Regions from separate parts of the Mus musculus genome. Here all the other regions are linked to region 1. A link is a contact called in public Micro-C data. All regions are on one chromosome and are shown on one strand. Each heading gives the region's core, a stretch centred on a gene start, on an enhancer-like site or on the middle of the called end of the contact. The rest is flanking DNA. Distances are from core to core; before and after follow the strand shown. Region 1 holds the start of Ngfr (nerve growth factor receptor (TNFR superfamily, member 16)). Region 2 holds the start of Dlx3 (distal-less homeobox 3). Region 3 holds the start of Ube2z (ubiquitin-conjugating enzyme E2Z).

What was found. Hi-C and Micro-C count contacts between places; a contact is called where the count stands out from the background.
Region 2: a contact with region 1 is called in a Micro-C map of embryonic stem cells, with 1.9 times the contacts expected there. The contact joins the promoter of Dlx3 here to the promoter of Ngfr in region 1. A contact is called at or near these places in 9 of 39 promoter capture datasets (the C10 cell line, HPC-7-derived erythroid cells, embryonic stem cells and 5 more), 3 of 484 Hi-C or Micro-C datasets (cortical neurons and embryonic stem cells), 4 of 115 datasets of contacts at active chromatin or transcription factors (embryonic forebrain, embryonic stem cells and stem cell-derived neural progenitor cells) and 1 of 9 other capture datasets (pancreatic islet).
Region 3: a contact with region 1 is called in a Micro-C map of embryonic stem cells, with 2.5 times the contacts expected there. The contact joins the promoter of Ube2z here to the promoter of Ngfr in region 1. A contact is called at or near these places in 2 of 39 promoter capture datasets (embryonic stem cells and pre-B cells) and 2 of 484 Hi-C or Micro-C datasets (the N1E-115 cell line and embryonic stem cells).

The regions. Positions count from the first base shown.
Region 1 is chr11:95,585,143-95,589,247 of GRCm38.p6, reverse strand. Ngfr (nerve growth factor receptor (TNFR superfamily, member 16)) reads left to right here and starts at 1,550. Exons shown (of 6, transcript NM_033217.3): 1 at 1,550-1,764. The coding sequence starts at 1,690.
Region 2 is chr11:95,117,763-95,121,606 of GRCm38.p6, reverse strand. It overlaps Dlx3 (distal-less homeobox 3), which reads right to left and starts at 1,490. Exons shown (of 3, transcript NM_010055.4): 1 at 961-1,490. The coding sequence starts at 1,285.
Region 3 is chr11:96,063,981-96,068,138 of GRCm38.p6, reverse strand. It overlaps Ube2z (ubiquitin-conjugating enzyme E2Z), which reads left to right and starts at 2,775. Exons shown (of 7, transcript NM_172300.3): 1 at 2,775-3,187. The coding sequence starts at 2,865.

The sequences.
Region 1 (4,105 bases), core at 301-2,800:
CCTTTATTGGCTACATAGGATAGGTTTTTTTTTTTTTCCTGCAATTAAGTTTAAGTGACCTAGGAAATCACCTACTCATGAGCAGGCCTGCTTTATAAATGCTCTTGGTCTGTCCCTTGTTTCTATTATTTTGGGACTGTATTTTTTTGAAGAGGAACTGGAGTCCAGACATAGCTAACATCTGGTGCTGGGATAGACTGTCCCCACACAGTTCTGTACCAGGGCCTTCGATGTCTGGGAACCAGAGAAGGGCGGGGCGGTGTTTCTTCTGAAAGACTGACTGCACATTCCTTGGCATACAGGTGGTTTGATGTGCCACGCTTCTAGAGCATGGCCAGTGTGATCCTCAGAAGGCCTACACAGCTCACGGATGAGTCTGTGGATGTTGAATCCATTCAACAGCTCTCCCCTTGAATCCCCTCCATGACTGAACACTTGGGTGGTCAGAGAAGACACTACTGTCCCTGCCCGTAGGAAACTCACAAACTCATGTAATCATGTTTGTGTGTTGTCTGTATACTCTGTGTGTGTGTGTGTGTGTGTGTGTGTGTGTGTGTGTGTGTGTGTGTGCATTTGAGGGCAAAATACAGATGTGGGCTTGTGTGACTACCACTGTGCAGTGCACACATGTGAGTGTGTAGGAGTGTATATGTGAATGTCAGCCTGTGTGCATTGATGTATGTCTGGTCTGTGTTAGGAGCCCTTGTAGGATGAGCAGGTCTATATGAATGCCTGAGGGACGGTATAGGCAGATGTCAGTACGTCAACACACACACGTACAGGTGCACTTGAGAGTGTGTTTGTGTATTCCTGGGGTTTATGTGCACACCTGTGACTCATTCAAGCTCATGAAAGGCTGGAGATAGAGTTCTGTGATACAATGCTTGCTTAGCATGTGTGTGTGTGTGGTCCTAGGTTCTATCATGTGTGTGTGTGTGTGTGTGTGTGTGTGTGTGTGGTCCTAGGTTCTATCATGTGTGTGTGTGTGTATGTGTGTGTGTGTGTAGGAGAGGGGGAGACAGGGACAGAGAGACAGAGACAGAGACAGAGAAACAGTGTCAGACAGATATCCCAAATTATGATATTGGGATAGATTTCACCTTGAAGGCCCCAAGGAACATATCCCTCCACAAGTTGGAACAGAGAGAGAATGGAATAAGGTGTGTATCCAACCATAAAAGGAGGGCAGCCTCATTTTCGGAATAAGGGCTAGGTAGGCAATTAGGCTAAAGATGTTTAAGAGAGTTAACCCCGAGGCAGGCTTCATCAGTAGGAGAGCAATGGCCCCCGTTGGATCCGAAGCATCTTATGCTCAGCATAACCGGAGGTGCCCTGGGTACGTGGGGCAGCCCACTGAGAAGCCACAGCGGGGCACACGGGTGCGGCTCCTCTCACGCCTCACTTGACTGCTCTGGACTCCCCACCCTAGGCAGCCGGGCGGGCGCGGTTCCGGAGGGGTTGGGGGGGGGGGGGAGTTGGGCGGGCTGGGCGGGGAGGAGGCGGGGCTGCTGCATTGCCTTCACCCAGCTGCTCCCGCCCGCTAGCAGCCAGAGCGAGTGGAGCCTCCGCCAGCTCCGGCGGGCAGCGGGCGCTGGAGCGCAGCGCAGCGCAGCTCAGCTCAGCGCGCAGCACCATCGGTCCGCAGAGCGGACTGAGCTAGAAGCTGAGCGCTGTCGCCGGAGGCGAGCAATGAGGAGGGCAGGTGCTGCCTGCAGCGCCATGGACCGGCTGCGCCTGCTGCTGCTGCTGCTGCTGCTTCTAGGGGTAAGTGATTAGTAGGAGGGACCTCCGTTAACCTTTTCAAAGAGCTGAACCCCAAGGGGATGTGGGTGCCACCACCCAGGGAACAGAATAAGACGTTAAGGTCCCAGATGCTGGCAACGGGTGGCGGAGGAGCTGCGGGATCATGACCCACAGGGGCGCTCCTAGCTTCTAGGACTTTCAGAGCGCAGAGGCGACCCAGTCCCAGGATAGAGATGCAGACAGGACTGTTGCAACGACACCCGTTCTTGGTTCTGCTTGCTGCTGCTGGTTCTTGAGCACTACGACGGGTGCGGTGTAGGAGACTGGGAGCAGTCTCGAGTGGGGTGGAGGGAGGTTTGGGAATCTCGGGCGCCTGGGTTCTTTTGACGACAGCGTGTGAATTTTGGGATCCCGAGGGGAGTTTTCTCTTTAGCATCTTAGTCCCTGGGGAGTTGTAGGGCAGAGAGAAGGAAGGGAAAGAGATCGGCACTAAAGATGTGAGGGGCTAGAGACGGAACAATGCGGGAGGCAGCTGGAGGGACTGGAGGCAGAGGGGACCCAGTATGGACAATGGGGACCGGCCAGACAATGGGGGGGAGGGGCATCGAAAGGAGCGATTCGGGAGTGGCAGAGAGGTTGAAGAGAGAGAAGTGGGCTTTATGGAGGGCAGAAAAGAGACAACCACAAAAGAGATAGAGAAATGGAAAGAAGGTGCATACCCTAAAGTGCTCGGGGCCCCGCCTGTCTGTCTACTCAAGGACGATGCGATGAGGACAGCCCAGTCACAGACGTTTCCCGCGTGGGTTCTAGCGCTCTTTCTAGCGGCCTCGCCCAGTCCGGGAATTGCGTCTGGGCATCCCAGGCAGGGAAGAGAGCGCTCACTTCACTATGGCAAATCCGCTTCTAGGGTAGTTCCTTGACAAACCTTTCACGTGGTTTGAAGCAACTCAGTGGACCCGGAGAGACAGAGCCGGGGCATCCCCCTACCCTATTAAACGCCGGCCAGCTCTCGAGATGCGGAGCGCTGGGACTCTCAAGGCTGTGATGGTTCCGGCAGCGCACAGCTAGGGGATGCAAAACCCCAGGCGACCCGCAGGGGGCACTGCGGGCGAGGGATTGCTGTTGGGAGCTGCGTGCGCGCCTTGGGCTGCGCACTGAGTCCCTTCTAAGTTAAGCCGCCACGGGCCCTGAGCCCTCCGTGCTCCTTCCGGTCCAGAACTTAATAGGATCATCATCCCGCCCACACCTGGCCAGGCTTTCGGTGAAAGTCAATGAACGCTTCTCAAATGAGACAGGGGCCACTTGGATGCCTGGGATTCTTGTCGGATTGCTGTTCGGAGACACCAACTCCGGCTAAGGTCATTAGGTCCTCCTTCTATGAACCTGAGTACTCTGGGTATTTCTGACCAGATCTTAAGGAAGGTTGGCAATGAAAGTGACGTCCTCTCCTCACTCTTCCCTCCACCCTTTCCACATCCGAGCACTGTACACCCCCCCCCCCCATCTCCATCTTACTGATAAGGAGGCAGGGACTTCGAAGTTTAAGCAAGTTGGTCACGATCTCAAGCCAGAGTCGTGTGGCTGGATGGTCACCTCGTTCCAGCTCTGAACTCCCTGGGCGCGCGCAGGTGGGGAGGGGGCGGCAGCTGGTTCGCTTCGTTTCACAGTAGGGATATGGGTGACACCATTCCAAAGGATAGGCAGGAGGTGAGATATGGAGGCAAGCGGATGGAAAACCCTTCTCAAGCCCAAACATGGTTCCCTGGAGCTGTCAGTCCTTGTGGCGTCCTCCGGGGACTTGGGAGTGACTGCAAGAGTGTTTGCTAACTAACGCTTCTGGTTAGAGGTGCTTCTTGGTCCTTGTTATGGTTGGCTAGGGAAGAGGGCCTGGGGCGCTGCGTAGTTCTGATCCTGGAGGGGTGAGGGCGTGGCCACTGAACCTTGACAGAACCTTTGGACTTGAGCCCCTATGGCTCTGTTTTCCATCTCTGCTTTCCCCAGGTTATTCAGTTAGAGCCGGTTCTGTGTTCCGCCGCGGACCGAGCCTCTTCCTGCGCCGCTGCGAGAGTTCTGAAACCAGAGCGCAACCAGAGTCTGCTGGCCGGCCGCGCCGGTAATGGAGGCACTTTGTCATTCAGACGTCTGTAACCGGAGCCGCCCGGCTGGCTAATGCTCCTAATAGGGATGCAGCAGCGTAGGCAACAAATGGGCAGCATGAGCGTCGGGGCTGCTGCGGAGGGTGGGTGGGTGATGAAGCGGCTGCGGGAAGGGAAAGCCTCCACCCTACCTGGTCAGCCCAGTCTGCATGTAGCACCTGGCTCCTCCCTAGAGGGATGAGTTAGAAGGGAGGACACACTAAAAT
Region 2 (3,844 bases), core at 241-2,740, 470 kb after region 1:
GGGACTTCTTGGAGGAGCGTAGTGCCGCCCGCGCCCGGGGAGGAACCGCAGCGACCCAGCCGGACCGGCGGCCGCCCACGACGCGGCGCTCCCAGCTCGGCACCCGGGGCCTCGGAGCGCCGACTCCGGCGCCAGCAACCGACTGGGCGAGGACCGCGCGGCTCGCTCACGACGCCTTCCCGGCTCAGCCACTCTTCTCTGGTGACCCACCTAGCCGCGGTGGCGTCTCCCACTTCTTGTCCCCCCTCCTCCCCATCTCCTTTTAATACGCTTTCTAGTTCAGGATCATTTGTTTCAGGAAAAAATTTGCAAGGACAGTACAAGCGTTTTCTCTGTCTCTTTTCCCTTTCTCTCTGTTTTCTTTTTCTTCCTTCCCTCTTCTTTCCTCCTTTTTCTTTCTTTCCTCCCCGCCCTTTCTTCATTTCCTCTGTTGCTTTCTGCTGTGCGCTTTATCTTACCGCCCCCCCCACATTTCTTTCTCGCCGTCCCCACTTCTCTCTCCGCATCTCTACTTCCCAGTCTCTCCTCCATTTCTGGGACTTCTTTGGGTCTTTCTCCACAAGCCTTTCACTACTCCGGGTTTCCCCTGACGGCATCCAAAAGAAGGGCCCTGGAACCTCCAGTCCTCGCTGACTCCCCTCCAGCTCTCGGCGACCGTCTTTCGTCTCCGGCTCAAGTGCCAGCGGGATGGCAGCATTGAAGGCCCCCATGATCACTCAGAAGGAGCTCCCGGTGGCTCCAGCTGCCCTGGAATCTCCAAGAGACCGCGGCGCACAGTGCGCGCCTCTTCGGAGTGTCGTTCACCCCTCTGGAGGTCATCTAACCCGGTCTCCTCTAATCTCCAACGCTTCCATTTCTTAACCTCGAGTTTCCCTAGATTTCAGCTCCTATTCCCAGACTTCCTCTTGCTTGGGAACCTTAGAGTCCCTCGCACCCTCTCCACAACCCGGGCATCCTCACCTGGGTCCTGGGCAGGCAAAGGCTGCTCCCGGTACGCTCCGTACTGCCTATAGGATCCCCCGTAGGTATATTCCGACTTGGGCGAGTAAGCGCCGGTGCCTGCGAGCCCATTGAGATTGAACTGGTGGTGGTAGGTGTAGGGGTTCACCGTCTGGCCGTAGGGCTGGCCCGAGTAGTAGTCATGCTGAGGAGCGCTGTAATAGCCCAGGTCAGTGACTGTAGATTCGGGCAGGGTGGGCGAGTCCTTGGAGCCCGCATGGCAGCTGAGCGAGCTGGAGATGTCGGTGAGGATGCTGCTGAGCTTGCGATCGAAGGAGCCGCTCATGCTGGCGAGCGCCGCAACACCCCGGGCCTCCTCCGAGGAGCGCCGAACGGGCGGAGGAGCCCAGGTGGGGGTGTGTGTCCAGAGGGCGAGGGCAGGACGCGGTCGCGTCTGGGGGAGGGGGTGGCCGAGGGGCGCTTAGACCATCGCCGGCTGTCGGTCAGTCGCTGCGTGCCTCTCTCCGCGTCCCAAGCCACAGTCAAATGCTGCCAGCTCCGCCCGGCCAGCCGGTTATAGACTCAATGTTGGAGTCGCCGAGGGAGGCTCCTGCGCGCTGATTGGCTGCAAGTCTTGCCTTCGAGGCAAAACACGCTCGCGCTTTCTCACTGGCTCCCCCAACCCTCTCAACCCTCTTTGTTGTTACCCCTAATACACACACACACACACACACACACACACACACACACACACACACTCCCCCCAGCGCCACTGTGTTCCTCCTATGCTCTACCTCCGATAAATCCCCCAAATGTGCGGAGGGGTTGGCTGTGCGGAGCCCCCAGGATCTACTAATCGGTCTGTTTTAGTGGCCAGGGGTGGGCTTAGGTGAGATGAGGAAGGAGGGGAATTTACCCATTGGGTGTTTGTGGAAGGAGGTGGTCCTTAATGATGTATGTGTGGTCTATGCAAATGACAGACAGAAAGTGGCAAAGACCCAGGGTCCATGAAAATATTTTGATCACTTTTAAAATTGGAAAAAAAGGTTGGACTATATAAATATATTATATTTTTGTTTTGTTTTGTTTTGTTTTTTGTTGTTTTTTTTCGAGACAGGGTTTCTCCGTATGGCCCTGGCTTAATATGTTATCTTAATGACACTGCAGATGTGAAATATAAAATTTTAAATTCTGAAGGAAGAGTCTCACCAAGCAAGAACACCTTGGGCCTGCAAGTCCCTACTGGAGCAAGGCTGTATGGATTTAGGGGCTGCTTTAGAAGACAGAGGTACCCCCAGCTATATGTGTGCCCTTTCATGAATGGAAGAGCCACGAGGCAGTCAGTCCCTATGAGGCTGGCTTTCTGTGTTCTTCAGGAAGTCTGGAGGCAGGGTCCACTCAGTCTGGGACAGCTCTTAGGAGCACAGACTTTGTTAGGGGTGAAAGATCTATGTTACATCTTCCGCAAAATACACAAAATACAGTGTGTGCAAGAGTGCCCGTGAGAACCTGTGTGCATGAGAGTGTGTCTCTGTATGTAGTGTGAGGCAGTGGAAGTGTAGGGTCCTGAATGACCGACCTGTGAGCTGGGTATGCCCAAATGTGCATAGATACATGCTCAGATCCATCTATCTCCAATAGACAGGAGCCATGTACTTCACTCAATTTCTTCTGTCCATGGAGGCCCCAATGAAGATGTTTCTCACCTTGGAGCAATCTCCAACCCCCCTAGTCTTGTCTGGCTCTCAAAGTCCAGTTCCCGGGTAATATTTACTGTTCTGGGTGCCAATCTCATTTCTCTATTGCATCTCCACTTCTGCTCCCAAACCTATCCTTGGAGGAAGGAGGCTTCTCCCAATTTTAATTCTTATTTCCCCCTCCATCCCCAGGCCTTCCCTACACACCTCGAACCTTCTATTTCCCCTGCCTTTGCCTAGCCAGGACACAGTGCCAGCGCACCACCTCGTGGTTTTCCGGAGTTCTGCAACTTGCCTTAAGGCTGCATTAAGGAGGAGGTAAGCAGGCAGACAGGAAAGGGGTCTCATTCTGCTTAGATTGTTTAGGGGCCGCAGTCAAATGTTTCGATGTTAAACTCAGACACAGGATGCTGAACCTGGAAAAACGTAGAGTTGGCTGGGCAGAGGACCTAGGTCGGGGAGCAGTGACAGGAGTAGGTGACCGCCTGGCCTGGGCCGCCCCAGGAGGCCGCCGCGTGGGAAAGGTGGGGGCGGGGGCGGGAGAGGGGAACGCTATCTGTCTGTCTATCTGAGCGTCCCCCCAGCTCCTATCGCCCGCCGCTGCGAGCTCGTGGCGGGACGAGTTGCCACCCGCTCTGGATGCCCTCTGTTCTTCTGCCAAGAGGGCGCCCAAGGAGCCCGGGGCGTTGGGGGCAGGAAGGGCATTGGGCTGCCGGTTCCCCTCCCAGGATGCAAGCGGGGGCGGCGGGGAGGGCCTGTTTTGGAGCCCCCAGCTGCCCACAGGGAAGGGACAGCGTCGGGCAAACCCTGTCTCGGGAGTTCGTTCATTCATTCATTTGGAGTAGCAGGTGATTCGGAGACGCCCCAGTCTCTCCTCACCCTACCTGGGCCTGGCTGGGTTGAGCACAGGAGCCTTGGGGTAATAGTGAGTTATTTTAGGGTAATTTCCAAGGTCTGTTGTGCTCTAGAAGCGGACTGAAATCACAACAGTAACGTAAAGAAACATTTAAGGCCGGGCATGGCAGCGTATGCCTTTAACACTAGTACTCGGGAGGCAAAGGGAAGTGGATGTCTGTGTGTTCGAGGCCAACCTGGTCTACAGAGCTAGTTCTAGGATAGCTAAGGTTACACAAAGAAACCCTGTCTCGGAGAAGGGGGTGGGGGAAGAATTATTTAAAAATTGTTTGTGTGACTAACACTTTGTTGCA
Region 3 (4,158 bases), core at 1,526-4,025, 480 kb before region 1:
GACCTTTGTGCAGTATCTATTGAACATTAGGCCCTAGAGCTAGGTGTGCAGTCTTCCTGCTCTAGAGGAGGCCCTAGGCAGTGGTCAGACTGGAGTAACCAAACCACTGAAATAAAACTCGCAAGAGTTGTAATAAAGGCATGAATAACCAACCATAAGAACCTGAAGAGGGAGTAATTAAACTAATACATAATAATAATAATATGCCTGGAGATGTTATGGCTTGGCAGAGAAAGTAGAAGTCTAACCAGCTTTAAAGGATGTGTAAGAATAATAAGAGTTAATAATTATTATTGGCCCTGGGCAGTCATTGTGCTCATTCACGATCATATTTTCTGCTTTTAGTATCTTCACTTGTCCCACTCTTACTACGAGGAGCAGAGATTTGGAGAGGTTAAGTAATTAAGATTTCTTCAGCTAGGCCAGGCGGGGTAGCGCACGCCTTTAATCCCAGCACTTGGGAGGCAGAGGCAGGCAGATTTCTGAGTTCATGGCCAGCCTGGTCTACAGAGTGAGTTCCAGGACAGCCAAGGCTACACAGAGAAACCCTGTCTCAAACAAACAAACAAGGACAGTGTTGTCACTTTTAAAAGTATGGGTGCAGCCCTGTGTTCTAGTGCACACCTTTACTCCCAGCAGTCAGGAAGCAGAGGCAGGCAGATCTGTGAGTTCAAGGCCAGGCTGGTCTACAGAGTGAGTTTCAGGAAAGCCAGAGCTATCTTCCCCCTGTGGCCTTGGCTGTCTTGGAACTAGCTCTGTAGAACAGGCTGGAGCTCAAACTCAGAGAACTGCCAGCCTCTGCCTCCTGATTGCTGGAATTAAAGCCATATGTGTCATCACTGCCCAGCAAAATAATTTTGTTGTTGGTGGTGGTGGTTTTTTGAGACAGGGTTTCTCTGTGTAGCCCTGGCTGTCCTGGAACTCACTTTGTAGACCAGGCTGGCCTCGAACTCAGAAATCTGCCTGCCTCTGCCTCCCGAGTGCTAGAATTAAAGGCGTACGCCACCACGCCCGGTGCAAAATAATTTTTAATAAAGTGTTATTTCATTTTATAAAAAATCAAACCTAAACAAAGATACATCAACAAAACATGGAACCTCTATAAAATAGTATACTAATGAGTTTTATTTCATGTTACAGTCCTAAGATGAACTCTACTAAGCTGAATTCACAAATAATACACAAGCTAGAGCCCTAGGTACATGCATGTGTGTGTGTAGCAAAAAGGACAACATCTGGAACCAGATGCAGCTTTGCCCCCTGCTCTCAGTGTGATCCTATGTGTGTGACTGACCTTCTGTCTGTCTGTTGTCATTCTGTCACAAAAGGCTAATAACAGTCCTTCTATCACAGAGCTGGTGAGAGGAACAAGTAAAATAAAGCAGATAAACAATGTGTAGCCTTAAGCACTCAATTAATGGCAGCTTCAAAACATAATGTATTCACTATTCCCAGACCCCCGCCCCCAGACCATTTGAGAAAACGCACAAATGTCCAGAACGCAGGCTCTTCACTTGTTGGTTTTTGTGTTTTGAGACAGGGTGTCCCTTTGTTGCCCAGATTGCCTTGAACTCAATTTGTGGCCTCAACTATTTATGTACGATAGTTCCCTCATCATTCCTCAACCTCTCTAGTGCTTAGCTTACGAGCTGTGCCACCACAGGAGCCAGGCTTCTTCGGGAGGAAAAGAAGAAGAAAAAAAAAAAAAAACAAGATCCAAAGTGAGGCTCTGGCTGTTTGTTCTAGAATGAATCTTCATAAATGTACTAAAGTTAATATGAATATTTCATTGGGTGTGGTGGCTTATGCCGGTCATCTCAGCACTAAGAAGGCTGAGGTAAGCAGCTACATATTGGAAACCTTGTCTCAAAAACTATTCATACACTTTGCTATAGAGTATCAATGTGTTTGTTTCGGATGTTGTCTCAGACCAGCTGAAAGGGTTGTGTAAATTCTCAGTCATGCGGTACCTCTGGTTTTCCTACAGTTAGCAAACACACACACAGACTCATATTCCTGTCAGTAGAACAAGGTTAAGGTCTTTTCCCCTTAGTCAGAGTTAATTTTCGTATTACAAATCTCAATATAGTTCTAAGAAATTGAGAATTTCAAACCCGTAACTCCAGGATTAGCGGGTAGAAAAGGTACTGAGCTTGGAATCAAGCCTGATGCTTGACTTCTACCAAGCTGTCAACTTCTGTGTCATTATCTCCAGGGCAATGCCTAGCAACAGCTCCTGGCCTTTAGTATGCCCTTCATAAATAAATATCGAATAAACTCAAATGAGGTGGTCTTTTATTCGCACGTTCTGATTCCGTTCTTCCTCTTAGTCCATCCGCAGTCAGGCGACAATAGTAGTCGATGGGGGAGAAGACCAGACATGATACAGCACAGAGCCGTAGGGATGTGAAGGGCCCTAAACTACTCAAGCTCTTCTTTCGATTGCCCTACAGGGAAGGTGGACCTTAGTCCTACCCTAGGATTGAACATCGATGGTCCCTCCCTTTAAAAGAGAAGCTGTGGGTCTCTCCATCTTCTTTGAACTGTCTTCTCCGACATCAACTCTCCCAACATAAAACCTTTAACCATGGAAGGCTACCAGCATCTCCAGCGGGGCGCAGAATCTGCGCTGGCCTGGAGCGCCAGCTAGTCCGCTAGCCCCCGCCCCCCGCTCTGGAGGACCGTGGGTGGACGCTCTGGCAGCACGCCTCTCGCTGGTCCGGGCGGAGGTGGGCGGAGCCAGCGCCACCCGGGCTGGGGAAGCCGAGGGTGGGGACACTCTGGCCCGGCTCTCGGTGGTGCGGGAGCAGCGGCCGCTCTGGTCGGCGGACGTGCTGCTGAGCAGTCCCGGAAGCGAAGCAGCGATGGCGGAGAGTCCGACTGAGGAGGCGGCGACGGCGACGGCTGGCGCCGGGGCGGCGGGCCCAGGGTCGAGTGGTGTTGCCGGTGTGGTCGGCGTTAGCGGGAGCGGCGGCGGGTTCGGGCCGCCTTTTCTGCCGGATGTGTGGGCGGCGGCGGCGGCGGCGGGCGGGGCCGGGGGACCGGGGAGCGGCCTGGCTCCGCTGCCAGGACTCCCGCCCTCGGCCGCTGCCCACGGGGCCGCGCTGCTTAGCCATTGGGACCCCACGCTCAGCTCGGACTGGGACGGCGAGCGAACCGCGCCACAGTGTCTACTTCGGATTAAGCGGTGAGCCGGGGGTTTTTCCTCCCTCACCCCGGAGCTCCAGGGCTCGACCTTCCCCGCCCCCCACCTTTCCCCATCGGGGCTCTCTCCCGCCTCACGTCTTCCAGGCCCAAACCCTGCGGGCCTCTCTACTGACGGGGGCCTTAAGTGTCGCCCTTTCCCTCCCTCCCGCCCTCTCAGCGCCCGGCCCTACAGCCCAAACAGATCCGCGATTGCCCTCGGGCCTACCCCGCCCCTTAGCGACCTCCGGTGAGCCCTGCAGCTCCGTTCCGGATGCCTTATCCCTACCCCCTCCCGTTCACCCGAAACCTGACCCTTTTGCTCTTCTGTAACGCTCGGTCCCGCCCTTCGCACTTCCCCTCTAACCTACCCCACCAGCTTACCTAAAGGCTGCCCTCAGGCCCCACCCATCAGTTCTCCATCTCTTCTGGAGTCCCCGCTTGGAACATCCTCTACCTGCATTGCCCAGTTGCAGACTCGAGTCAGTCTTCCTTTTTACCTTTCCTTACCTCGTTTCCCCACCATATGGCCCTTTCCACGGGTCTAGAGAGCCTCCCTGACTTTCCAGATCATTTCTTGAACCCCCTTTCCAATCACCCCAAAACTGTCCCTCACACCTGTCCCTGAAACTCTGCGTTCCTACCATCTCTCACTATCACTCTGGATTGTAACATCTTAGTCAAGAACTTTTTTCCTATTATTTACCCCCAAGGTTGTCTGGTTTACTTTTGTAAAGCAGATGTACTCCCTTCAAATACAGGAACAAAAGGCCTAGGGCCTGTCTGTGCTTGTGTCTTGGGTGACCGATCTTAGATCGTATCACTTCATAGATAAATATGTTTTGCAAAAGTGCTCACTTAGTATGGTACCAATTGCATGGCAAAAGATAAGACTGTTGAGCTATTAATTTTGAAACTTGTTTCCTGGTGACCAGACTTAGTCTTTTCATCTTAGCCTCTTATCTGGCTATTATC